Linked DNA regions of Gossypium hirsutum: region 1 is linked to region 2. The links are chromatin contacts, called in public Hi-C maps. All regions are on one chromosome and are shown on one strand. The core of a region is the stretch at or near the end of the contact, and the rest is flanking DNA. Distances in the headings are between cores, read along the strand shown. Region 1 holds the start of LOC107948917 (CASP-like protein 5B2). Region 2 holds the start of LOC107948921 (probable LRR receptor-like serine/threonine-protein kinase At3g47570).

Evidence for each region. A called contact is a pair of places that touch in the nucleus more often than the background predicts.
Region 1: a contact with region 2 is called in a Hi-C map of leaf, with 2.0 times the contacts expected there. The contact joins the promoter of LOC107948917 here to the promoter of LOC107948921 in region 2. A contact is called at or near these places in 2 of 34 Hi-C or Micro-C datasets (both in leaf).

The regions. Positions count from the first base shown.
Region 1 is chrA04:74,194,308-74,201,597 of Gossypium_hirsutum_v2.1, forward strand. It overlaps LOC107948917 (CASP-like protein 5B2), which reads right to left and starts at 1,313. Exons shown (of 3, transcript XM_016883581.2): 1 at 682-1,313. The coding sequence starts at 812.
Region 2 is chrA04:73,934,033-73,940,920 of Gossypium_hirsutum_v2.1, forward strand. It overlaps LOC107948921 (probable LRR receptor-like serine/threonine-protein kinase At3g47570), which reads right to left and starts at 4,446. Exons shown (of 2, transcript XM_041111374.1): 1 at 1,501-4,446; 2 at 934-1,413. The coding sequence starts at 4,153. The coding sequence ends at 1,091.

The sequences.
Region 1 (7,290 bases), core at 63-2,562, 260 kb after region 2:
CCAATTCTGGAAGAATCGGTACACTAGAAGTTTATGCACGCATCCTATACATTTCTCTGAATAGTAAAAAACCATACCTTTGACATTACTAACTGAAGGTAGAAAAATCCCATACTTTTAACATTAAACCCTCTTAGCTTCTCAACCAACATATGGAAAATCATTAAAAAAAACTAGGAAAAAATTAAGCTAAACTTAAAATTGAAACCCACTTCTCATGCAAAATACCAAAGTAGAAATCTAGAACTTAAATTTCATCCAATAAATTCAAACTAGAAGAACTAGAACATCAAAATCAGCTACTAAATAGTAGAGTAAAAACAAATTTTGAAGTAAAACACACATCACTTTATAAGATGCAAAGAGGTAGAAGTCCACACGTCTAAAAAGTCAGGTCAATTTCACCTTCTATTTTTCCTATTCTTTCTACCCATTTAGGAAATAACCTTTCATGAACAGTTTTGCCTACCTAATCTTGCTGCCCAGCAATCAATGTTTGCTTTAAGATGATTCCGATTCAAACAAACCATTTTAACTAAAATTTTGTCAACGATTAAACCCAAGAATACTGGAACAATGGCACCCCCCCCCCAAACACACACACAAAAAAAAACCCATTAATTCTAACAAGGTAAAATTTGAGAGCAAAGCCGAATGAAGAAAAATGAAAAAACGAAGTACCAGAATGCAGTGTAGGTAGAGAAACCAGAGGCAGAGACCATGAGTGCAATGGAAGCAGCAGCAAAAGCACATTGGGTTACCCTTAGTGTTAATCCACTCACCGTTCCTGGACTCCCAATCAACTCCTTCATCCTCTTACTTCAATCTAAAAGGTCCCCAACCCTATCGCCTAAACTCTAAGGGTCCTACTTGCAGAAAAGGGAAAGAAACCCAAGAATCTTAGAGTCCTTCCATTAATGGAACTCAAATCCAGAGTCCAAAACAATTTCTTTTTTGGTTGAACATTTTAAAAAAGGTAATATGGAAAGGGAATTTTGGAGTTTGGACCAAACTGATAAAATTTTAAAAAAAAAACGTATGATTTAAGAAATACCCTGAAATTATAATTTAGCAGATCATAATTTATAAAATTGGTGACATTGATGGTCTTGATTCGATGAATAGAAAGAGAAGGAGAATGTTTTTGGTTTGGAATAATGTCTCTTTTATCCTTAAATTTTATAAAAAAAATTATTTATTTTCGTCTTTATTAATTTTTAAATTTATAATTTTTTTGTTTAATCAGCTTAAAATGATTGAAGGTTATAATTTTTGTTTACTCACTTCAAAACGAAGGTAGGTTAATTTTATTGATATGGCATAAATGTGAATCACTATGAAAATGATACATCACTATTAAATTAAGTAAACTATTTTTAAAAATTAAAAAAATTAAAATTAACAAAAAAAAGTAAAAATTATAAAAATAATTTTTTAAAATTTTTTAGACTTGTGTCATTCACATAACAATCCATATTCAATAAAATTTTTAAAAAATTAAAAAATTTTATTATTTTAAGTTGATTTAATAAAAATTTAAATTTAAAAATTAAAAAAAAACTAAAATGAATTTTTAAAAAATTATACTGCAAAATAAGTAATTATTATGAGTATCGGTTTAGTGGGTTCAATTTAGGGCAAGTGAGTGACAGACTACTAACTAAATGAACTTTTCTTTCCTTTTTGTCCTTCTTTTTAGACAAAAAGGAGGGACTAGTAAAGAAAGAAATGTTGAACAAGTTGTTATGAATTAATGAGGATGGGTCGGTCTGGGCCATGGGTCTTGGACTTTTGGAGACGAAAAAAGAATCACGGATAATGTTCAATTATAGGCGTAATGACTAGGCCTTGGACCTTAGCAGCCTATCGGTGCCAAGCATACCAGCTTTGGCTTTCCAATGAAAGCATCTTTAGTTCGAATTTTAAAACCCATTCTCTTTCTTGATTTCAATAATTTGATATTCGTTTCATTTTAAAAAAACCAAAAGCAGTCAATTTATAATGCATACTTAACTAACTTCAACTGCTATTATAACACCATAACAAATTTACTTCCCTCCTAATAGCAACCTATCTGCGTCAAGTTAAATCAGCAACGTCAAATTTTGCTACTACTCCTTGTATTTTCTAAATTTTAAAATTTTAGTTTTAATCTAATGATACCAGCTAAATTTATGTTATTAATTTGTATTTTTTTGTAAAATTATAGATCTAGTCCACATTCACTAATTGAATCATTTTTAGTAGCTATATTTTTTGAATTTTAAAATTTTAATATTAAGTCAAACGACAATCGTTAAATCTATTATTTTTTTTAGTGATATGTGAAAATATCAAACATGCATAATATTACACATGAGATAATATATATGACATATCATATTTTAAAAATAATAAAAATTAATAAATTTAGTAATTATAATTTAATTATGACTAAAATCTTTAAACTCTAAAAATATAAGAATTGAAAATAATTAAATTAAAATATAAATACTAAATTCATAATATAAGTACAAATTGACCAATCAGCAATATGACGAACCGACAGCTCCTAACAGCTACGCTAACCTATGAGACCTTGGGACTTTTAACGCTGAGTTTCACCCTATAAAAATTGTAGATGAGCTTAATTAAATTATTTAATTTAACACAGTTAGTGCTACGAGTGATACAAATTAGTATGAGCAAAATGCATCCAAGTTTTTCTGCTCCAATAGAATCTTTGCTAATTTTTGTGTTTTTTGGGCATGTTCCACCTAACCAATTTTCTTTATTGATAATTTTAATAATATATTTAAAATTGAATCCACGATTAAATTAATTAAATCATTAATTTAATTGGTCCATTGATTAAAAATCAATCATAAATTTTTTTTTGAGGAATATAATATTTTTACTAATATAACTAAAAAAAAGTCAATAACGATAGCCGTTGGAATTTGGATATCAAATAAAATAAATAAATTTCATTCACTCTTGTCTCTTATCACATTTATCTTTGATTAAAATTCTTTCAATCTTTTTTTTCCTTTTATCTCTCACTTTCTCTACTGTAGACTTCAAAATATACTTTCATTACCTCCAACAAAAGGCATCTATAGTCCTTACCTTGACTGCTTGGAGACCACGAAAGCGACAGTATACCAGCAGTTTGGAAGTCTTCAATAGATGGCAGGGCTAGGAATAAGTAACTTGCCGTTATTTTACCAAAATAACTCAAAAATAAATAATTATAAAAATAACCCAAATTCAAAAATAATCATTCAAATAATTTAATATAAATAGTAAAATTAGATTAGGGGACTTAGGGCTTATTTTTCTGTGCTTAAAATAAGCATTTTTAACTTGTACTTTTGAAAGAAAAGCTGTGCAGAATAAGTTGTTTTTTGCTAAAATTTTTGATTTTTTAAAACTACTTCTGAAAAGTATTTCTGAAAAAAAGAAACTAAAATTTTTAGTTTTTTCTCTCCCAATAACACTTTTAGTGCTTAATTACTTTTTCACCCCTCCAATAATATAGTACTTTCCCTTTTTTTTCTTGGTGCTTAACTACAAATGTGTTAAAATCATTAATTAAAAATAAAAAATATTTTTTAAAATACTAATTACAAATATTTAATGGTTATTTTTAAATATTTAAAATTTATTTTATATATTCTAATTAAATTTTATAAGTAATTAATATTTATTACTTAAAAATATTTAAAATTTAGATTCCATATATTAAAATATTAACAAGTTATAATAATTTTTTTATATTCTTACTAAAATATAATAATATTAACTAATTTAAATTTTATTTAAATGCATATTTGTTACTTGATAATAACATGTCTAAAATGGACATTTTATTTCTCAAAAGTACTTTTTGACAGCAATGCTTAACACTCAAATTTTAAACCAAACTTTTCAAAAGTACTTCTCAAAAGCACTTTTCCATAGCACTTTTCAAAAGTATTGTCAAACTAACCCTTAATGACCAGCACCACCTTGATTTTTGACCCAATTATTACCTGATGATTGTGTTAGGCTTAAAAAAATAATTTTTTTTGGGTTGGGAGACTTAATGGCTGGCACCACCTTGATTTTTGACCCAATAATCACTTGATGATTGTGCCAGGTTTAAAAAAAAATTAATTTTTGGGATTGGGGGGGACTTAAGGCTATTTGACAAAAATGACCCAAAAAATAATTAATTACACAAATGACCCAAGTTCAAAAACAATCACCCAAATAATCTAAAATGAACAGTAAATTAGGGTGGGGGGACTTAAATGGCCGGCACCACCTCGATATTTGTCTCAATCGTCACCTGATAATTTAGTCCAGTGTTAAAAAATTATTTTTTGGGGTTGGGGGACCTAAATGGCCAGCACCCTCATATTTGTTTTACACCCGTATCATATTGGTGTAAAGTACACCAATATTTGAAAAAAAAATTTAGGTTAGGGGACCCTGATGGTTGGCACCACTTTTATAGATAAAGAATTAATTTTATTTTTTGGATGCGGCTAGTTGATGGCTGGCACCCATTTTATTAGATAAAAAAATTTTGGGTTGGGGGTACTAGATGGTCGGCTTCAGCTTTCTCGGGGACTGAAAAAAATTTCATGTTCTAGGACACTAATGACTGACATCCTTGTATCAGATTTGAGGAAAGAAATTTGGGATGCTGGGACACTGATGGCCAGCACCTTTTCAATATATAAAGTTATTTTCTTTTCCATTTGAGCTTTTTCTTTACATTTTTCAGTTGAAATCTAATATTAGTGTTTTGTTTGTTAAGGAGGAAGCAAAATTTGTTGAAAATGAGTTCCTAAATTTTGTTAGTTTATGTTCATTTCAACTGAGAAATTATAAATATGGCTGAAGAAGGTTATGTTTTTCAAAGTCGGTAAAAAATTAGAATGAGATTCAACAAACGTGTTATACTGGTGGGTTTGAAGTAGAAAATCAGTGCAAAATAGCTACCCGATGCGGGAAACAGATGTTGTGATTGTTTTACAAATTTTTGATTTCAACAGATCCACTAAAGTTCACGGAAATGGAACTTGAAGATGATAATGATCTAGGGACAATGAAAGCAATTTATTGCCCCCTCGAAGATGCAAAAACAGAGTCCAATTGAGTTGTTTGCGGAGATAGCTAAACCGAAACCTATTCAAGTTGTAATTCGAGTAAGTCAGCGCTCTAGAATTGATTTTGATCTTATTGTCTACTGGGAATATCGGTCCACTTGTGGACGATCACTACAAACTCCCAAAAATCTAATCTATGAAGAATGTTCATATAACGTCCCAATACTGTGTCCTCGTCTAGATATTCATCCAGAGGTGTTGGCCACCATAGAAGATGGTGAGGAAGGATTCGATAATGAAGAGTAGTCTAACCATGAAGAGAAATCCGAGTGTGATATTGAATATTTGAGTGATCCCGATTTGGATGACATCCTTAAAGACATAGAGGATGAAGGCCCAATGGAGGGTGAAGATGTACATCCCCATTCGACAGGGAACACGGGTTCCGATATAGTTATCTGTGATAATCCAGAGGTCGTTATGACTGATGTAAATCCTAATGCAGCACTTGCGCGTGAGTTTTCTAAATATCTAGATATAGAGCTGGCTCACTTACTGGATGAAGAATTAGAAGATGAAGAGTTGCTCATAGGACAACAATTCGATAACAAGAAAGACTGCTTACATGCAATAAAGTAGTACAGCTTAAAGCTCTCTGTCGACTATAAAGTCACAAAGTCAACACAGCCTTTATATGTCGGAGAATGTTGGAAAGCCTCAAGTGGCTGTAACTGGCGTGTTCGAGCTGCATTAATATAGTGAACCCAAATATGGATAATAAAGAAAATAGAAGGCCCTCACACTTGCACGGTTGCTTGTATGTCGCAAGACCATCAAAAATTGGATGCAAAAACAATATGCAATTGAACCATCTCATTGGTGAAAGATAGTCCCACCATCCCTATATCAACTCTTATTGCGAACATGCAAGCTCGATTCAAATACAAGATTTCCTACGGGAAGGCATGGTGGGCAAAACAAATGGCGATAAAGCAGTTGTATTGTGATTGGGATGCGTTATACAACAAACTTCAAGGGTGGATAACCGTCATGCGGGAGTATGTGCCGAGAGCGGTAATTGATTTGCAAACATTACCGTATAAAGGCTCGAACAGCGAGATAGAACCAGGAAAATGGGTTTTCCATCGATTGTTTTGGACGTTCGAGTAGTATGTTAGAGCCTTCTCTCACTACAAGCCAATAGTGTAGGTGGATGAAACATGGTTGTACGGGTTATACACACAAATACTCTTGATGCTGTTGCACAAGACAGGAACCACAATGTACTTCCTATCGCTTTTGCCATCGTGGAGAGTAAGAACTTTGAGTCTTGGGAATTTTTCTTGTCAAATTTGTGAAGGCACGTTGTCAGGCAAGACAACGTTTGCCTCATATTGAATAAATCGAAGGGATTAGTTACTATGGTTAGGCATCCGAGGGTTCCGTAGAGGTCCATTTTTTGTATCTGACTCATCGCGTCAAACTTCCAAAGAGAGTATAAGAATAAAGAATGGCACAGAGAACTCGTGAAAATTGGTAAAAAAAAACACTGTTCTAAAATGGATTTGTGTATTTTCAAGATTTATAAGTTTGTATTTTTAAATTTCTTTTTTTATAAATTTATAGATGTTTAATTGTTTTAAATTATTTGTTCGAAATTGCATACACAGGGTACGAGTTAGAACCGCGACGATTTAGGCAAAGGTTTGCGAGGCTTGAAGATCAGATGAATTCATTATCCAAAAATCATCGTTTCCGGCTGTAGTTGGGTAGAATGGAGAACTGGCAATGGAGTCAAAGTTTCAATGATGGGTTTCGGTATGGTTAGATGACGACCAACCTCATAAAGGCAGTTAATGCGGTCTTAAGGCGTACACGTCATCTGCCAATTTTGGCTATTTTCTCAGCAACATTCTATAGGCTGGCGATGTTGATGTCAAGGATAGGGCAAAGACAAGTAAAGCAGATAGAGGTTGGACACATCTATGTTGAAGGTGTCCAAAACCTAATGAAAGTAAACGTAAATATGGCGCGGGGGATGAACGCAGAACTTTATTCATGGAACTTGGAAACATTTCAAGTTTAAGAGTACGTAGGTCATCGCTCGGGTCTTCTGCCTAGGTCATATGCTGTTAATCTATGAAATAGGCGTTATGAGTATGGGAGGTCCCATACTCTTCGATATCCGTGTGTGCATTTTCATGCAGTATGT
Region 2 (6,888 bases), core at 3,196-5,695:
TAAAGGATTTACTTATTTGATTCTCTGTTTTTTAATTTTAAAAATTTAAGTTCTTTTATTAATATTATAAAATTTTTCTATTAAATTTTTTGGTGGGACATTTTAAAATTTTAAAAGATTCACTTAGTATTTATGTAACAAAAAAAATATAATGTCCCTAGATTTAATAGAAAATTTTAACAGTATTAATAAATTTTAAAAATTCACATCAACAATTTTAATTGAAATAAAGTATTTAGATTAACTAATGACATTATAAAAGTTGAAGTACCAAATAATGTCAAAATTAAATTTTCATATTTGAGCGAAATATAGGGATTAAATTTGTAATTTAACCAATTTTATATAATCTCGAGAAAAGTAGAGGGATTAGAATTGATATTTGGCAATTAGCTTCTCATGTCAAAAAGAAAAAAAAAGTAAAAAGAAAACAATTGGTTTTGGTTTGGAGTACTGAACAACTATCATGTAAAAATAGAGGGATTAGAATTTATAATTGGCCATTACCTTCTCATCTAGAAAAAGAAAAGAAAATAATTGACATTGGAATATTGGATAGGAAGCATGTAAAATATAGAAACATTAGCCAAACTTTTTGAAGCTTACGAATTAGGGTTTTATATTGTTATGATTGTAAAAATGAAAGTTTACATTTTATATATTTTAAAGGATAAATTTTTATTTTTATTTTTGAGAGGGCAAATCATATACTAATTTTAAAAATATAAAAAAAACTAAAGTTGAAATAGTTGAAGCCAGGCTCCCCTATATTCATTTAAGAAAAAAGAAAACAATTAATATTAAATAAGTGTAAATTGATATTAATCAGGTGTCGTGTAAGGTGTGATGTAAGGAATGCCTTTAGTCCTTCCTTTATATATATATAGTAGTATAGATATTAGACAACCAGTTTGTGTTTATGTAAATAAGAAATTAAGCAAGAGAAGGAAATAAATCTAAACACAATATAAGTTGACTTTTAACACTGTTTTCGACTCTCTTTTTTTATGACGAGGAAGACGACCCATTGTTTGCGTATTACTAATTCATGCAAATTACATCAATTATACACTAAATTACTCTGATAAGCTTAGACTAGACATTTTTTTATCATTACAGAGACCTCTCTCATTGTTGGTCGTTCTTCAGGCGATTTCCTTGCACACATCAACCCAATATTTAATATTCTGGCCATGCCGTCAGCATGTTCTGCCTGCCATTCTTTTGCCTTAAGTTCATTATCCACAATATCATAAATATGATCAGGAAGATGCATTGAAACCCATTTTTGCAAATCCATATCCCCACTGAACAGATGGTCTATGGGTCTTTTCCTTGTAAACATCTCAAGGATCAATATTCCAAAACTGTAGACATCGCCTCGCGTTGAGACCCCCGCACCCATGCCATATTCTGCATTGCTGGATAAGATCAGTTCTAAGATGACTTTGAAAAAAAAATACCAAAAAAAAATGTAAAAAGGAGTATAAAAAACAATACCTGGAGCCATGTAGCCAATTGAACCTTTTAGTCCTACGGAGATACTAAGATGAGCATTAGGTGAGTTTTTAAGTAGGATTCTTGCAAGTCCAAAATCGCCGACATGAGCTGACATCTCTTCATCCAGGAGAACGTTACTCGGCTTAAGATCACAGTGCACAACGGGGCTTTCGCAATCATGATGCAAATACTCTAGTGCTAAGGCAACATCTTGAGCTATCTTCAACCTCTGGTTCATGTCAACAACTTTTTCAACCTCACAGTCTTCAATTCTTGGGTGAAGCAATTGTTCCAAGTTTCCATTTGGCATGAACTTAAGGACTAAAGCCTTGAAATCGCCTGCTGAACATACGCTTATGATTTTAACAAGGTTCCGGTGCCGGATACTTCGAAGAGCCTCACATTCAGCTATAAAGCTCTTGGAAGCTCCATGTTGCCCCATTTTGAAGACCTTGATAGCTGCCAAACTTCCATCCTCAAAAACACCCTTATAAACTGACCCAAAGCTACCCTCTCCAATCATATACTCTGGACTGAAATTCCGGGTAGCTAATTTGAGATCGTGTTGTCTACACATTGGATACATCTCCGGTGAGTTAGCCTTCTCATTAACCGCACGGAGGTCAGAATCTTTCTTTCTTACTAACCAAAAGACTAGCATGGAAACGATGATGATGAATGCAACCGAAGCAAACGTCGCTGCTAGTACAATTTTCAACTTTGAACCACCCGACTTTTTTTCATGAGAATCACATTTAGGTAGTCCTAGATTAGGTACTCCACCACAAAGCTTGAGATTCCCCGACAGAGAAACGGCTGTTGAATTCTCGAAAATCCCTCCTTTTGGAACCTCCCCTGATAGTTGGTTCCTGGACAGGTTTAAAACTTGCAAGAACTTCAAAGATTCTAAAGAAGCCGAGATGTTACCAGTGAGGTTGTTGGAAGAGAGGTCAATATACTCTATCGCTTTCAATTTGTCTAGAGAATTTGGTATGGATCCCTGAAACGAATTTCTAGACATATTCAAGTACAAAAGGCTTGAACAATCTCCAATGGTAACTGGTATATCTCCTGATAATTGATTACTTGCCAAGTCTATCGCTTGAACCATATTTAGATCACCTACTTCGGAAGGAACAAATCCGCTTAAAGAATTGAAAGAGAGATTCAAGACCTTTCCCAAACCTGGGATTCCAAATATATCACCGGGTATAGTACCATTAAGCAAGTTCACTGACAGGTCTAGCAACTGAAGACGCTGACAGTTTCCCAAGCTTGAAGGAATGGTCCCTTCTAAAAGATTGTTGCTTAGATGAACTTCAGCTAAATAGGTCAAGTTTCCAAGAGACTCTGGTACCTTTCCTGAGAACTTGTTTTCGTGTAAGAAAATGTACTGCAGGTTTGGCAAAGTTCCTATTGAAGGTAGAATGGTGCCGGTTAAGGAATTGTGTTCGAAAGCAATCAGGGTTAAGTTGACCAAATTGCTTATTTCTCCTGGCAAGCTTCCATGGAAAAAGTTGTTGTTCATCACCAACAATGAAAGTTGTCTAGAGAGGTTGCCTATGGAAGATGGAAGCTTACCAGTAAGCTGGTTTTCCGCCACGGAGAATACTTGAAGTTGGGTAGAGTTTGCCAAAGAAGCTAGGAAATCCATGCCACCCGCTCCATCATTAACCAGCTGATTACTCTGTAAGCTCAATATTTGAATGTTTGGCAGGTTCCCTAGCCATGGGATTTGGCCACTGAAACTGTTGTTTGCGAGATCAACTCGAGTTAAGCTTGAAGCATTGCCTATGGATGGTGGTATGCGACCAGACAAGAGATTCCCTCCCACGAAAAAGGTGGTTAAGCTGGTTTGATTAGTAAACGTATCTCGGGGAAGGGTACCAGTGAGTCTATTAACAGCCATGGCTATGACAATCAACGAGGAACTATTGAATAATGAACATGGGATTTCACCAGAGATATTGTTAAGGCCAATTTGAAGATTGATTAAGAAGGGAAGGCGACCCAACCCTTCTGGTATAGGCCCTTTCAAGCTGTTTGACCTCAGAATTAGATTTGACAAAGAAGAGAGATTCCCAAAAGAAGATGGAATAGGACCTGTGAGAAAATTTTGCATGAAGGATACATCTTCAAGCTCTGAAAGTGCACCTAATTCGTTTGGAATGGTTCCTTCGAGTATGTTGATTGACAGATCAAGATAAGACAACTTTGAACATAAACTTAACGATGCCGGTATTGTTCCTCGAATTCGATTAGAAGCTAGAATGAGTGTTCTCAATCGGAAAAGCTGACCAATTTCTTGTGGAAGGCTTCCAGAAAAACTGTTGTTTTGAAGGTTGAGGTAGCTAAGAAAAGAAAGGTTACCAATGTGAGGAGCAATAGTACCCACAAGGCCAAGGTTTTCAAGGTTGATACTTGTAACTCTCTGTTTAGTGACATTACAATTTACACTAGTCCAGTTGCACAAGGAAGAACTGGGATTCCACGTCTCAAGAACCCCAAGAGGATCATCAGTTATCCGAGACTTGAATACAAGAAGCGATTCCTGGTCCGTATTGTTGTTGAACCTTGGCAAGCCTTGGGAACCACCCAGCAGTGGATGGAAAGTGAGGCAGATGAGAATCAGAATGATGGTTTTTGTGGACATTTCTGTTTACTTTAGGCTTGGCTACATTGAGGTGGAGGATGGGTTTATAACAAATTTCAAGTAATTGAAATACTGAAGTTTCTGACGTAAGTATATATTTAAGTAGTTGCTTATGGTTACTGCAAATCAAGCCAGGTTGATAGTAAACAGTGCTGACTCTAGGCCACAAGAAAACCGTTGAATTTGGGGTTTTAATTATTTGTCACCATCACAATCAATCTTTTCTTATAAGAATGTGAACTCACATCATTGCTTTGAACGTATTTGCCTGCATGTTGATGTCCTTTAAATGGAGTTAGATTTATCTATATATGAGGCAAAGGTTGTAGGTTATTTACCATAACTATGTTTTTAAGAATGGAAATAACTTTTATGAGTCTTTTCGCCATTTACTTTTAAAAAAAAAATAATAATAATAATTAAATAAGGATGTTGTCTGTAATTTCAAAAATAAAAATACAGATTATCCTCTCTAAGTCAAGTTGTTTCAAATATTCTTTCAACTTCAATATTTGGTTTCTAAGTAATGGGTGTTCACCCTCGAAGTCACATTGTAATCTCCCTTAATCGGATTTATATATGCCTATAAATTTAACAAGGCATATAGTAAAAGTAGTGAGGAAATTTCACGTGAACCCAGAGGTTATTTTTTGCAGGAAAAGATCCAGCTGAGACTTTTGAACAATTCGATTACGATTTCACAACCATGATTGAAGACTTTCAACGAGAAGCCATATTGCGTTCAAACTTTGAGTGGGTTGTCAAAATTTCCGGTATTTAAAGTCAATGGTTGACATGGATGAATGGAGTCCCAGTTCGAAAAGATAGATAAAATGATTTCTTTTTATTTCTCTTCACTCTAGAATACGCAAGTTTTCAAGAAATGATTACCAACCGACATTATAGATGGTGGGTTATATATTTTATTAACTCAAATATGGGACATTTGGTCAGTCAGATATAGCTGCTTGCATTAAATAGGATATTTTCTATTTAAGTGGACATCCATTGTTCTCTAAAGCTCAAAATCCATATTCCAACCAACCAATGGTTTTCATTTTCTTTTCTCTTTTTAAACCTATTCTTTTACAATAATTTATAATTCTATTTTAATTCAGATAATATGTTTTAATATATTTAAATTCACTTCTTTTAATATAATATATAAATATTTTTTTGTATATGATAACAGTCTAATTTACATGTTTAGTCTGCTTATTTTAATTAAATCTTAAATGAGTTCTTTCTACTTCTTGGGAGTATAATAACAAATTGGAAAGTTTGATTAGAAAGAATCGATGGAGATTTTTAATGTTATATATGATAATTTGTCCAATATATGAATTAAATTAGAAACCTGTATTTGTAAAAAAAAAAATGGGCTAGTTTTAAGTATTCTATTTGGTTCTTTTATTAGTTACAAAAGCAAGATTGAAAAGTCAACAACATCGTTGATTTTTTTATTATTTGATTTTATTATATCGGTTTATTTAATTAAATTTTGTTTCTGCTTATTTTTACTCTTATTCCGATTTCAATTATATTTATTATTTCTACTTTTATCAAATTTAAATTTCCCTTTTGTATTTTTGCACAAGAGTCACATGTCGTGAGCATGATAACTAGCTAGACTCAATCTGGTTGAGCCAAACAACAATTTTAGATATTCCAATCTCTGTGGGATCAATCCTACTCCCTATACTATTATTTAAACATAAAAATATTATTTTTTATGGATTTAACAAACATTAACATATAAATCTCAACCAACTCTAAAATTGTTAAACATGATTAATCAAATAGTCTTTTAAAATATTTAACTTTAATATATATACATAAATTTTCGTGTTAAAATTTTAAATTTTTAAATAATCATCTTTTATATGACTAAATTACCTAAAAAAACTATTTTCCATGCATATTTACGGAAATGGACCAATTATACCATTATTTACCGGAAAGGGCCAATTTTTACTAAAAGCGCCTACGTGGCCACGTTTTAGGGGAAAAGCCAGGAAATCGCTCCTTTGAGGAAGCGTTTTTTGCCACATCAACCAAAAATGCCCTTACGTGGAAGCGTTTTGCTAACGTGGTGAAAAACGCTTCCTCAAGGGAGCAATTTTCTCCGTGTTTTTAGATGTTAGGGATATTTGCATGTTTAGTCCCTATGGGGTTTTTAGGGCTTTTAGGGTTAGGATTTTGGTAAAATAAGTTAGCGTTTAGTATTTAGGTTTTTGTTAAAACAAGTTAGGGTTTTAAAATTTTAATAGTTTTTAAAAATAAATAAGGATTTAGTGTTATTTTATAAAAATTATTTAAATTAGGGTTAATGGTTTTTAAATAAATTAAGTTAGGGTTTTAAATAAATTAGGGCTTAGGGTTTATGGTTTTAAATAGATTAAGTAAATTAGGGTTCTAGGATTTTAAATAAATTAAGTTACTATTTTAAATAAATTAAATTAGGGTTTAGGATTTATTAAATTAGGGTTTATATTTTTTAAATAGATTAAGTAAGTTAGGATTTTAAATAAATTAAGTTAGGGTTTAAAATAAATTAAATTAGCATTTCGAGTTTATTAAATTAAGGTTTATATTTTTTGTTTAAAATTAATTAAATTAGGGTTCTAAGATTTTAAATAAATTAAATTAGGGTTTGGGGTTAAAATTAATTAAATTAGGGTTTAGTTTTTTTAAAATAACATTATGTTTATTTTTTTAACAAAATTGACTATTTT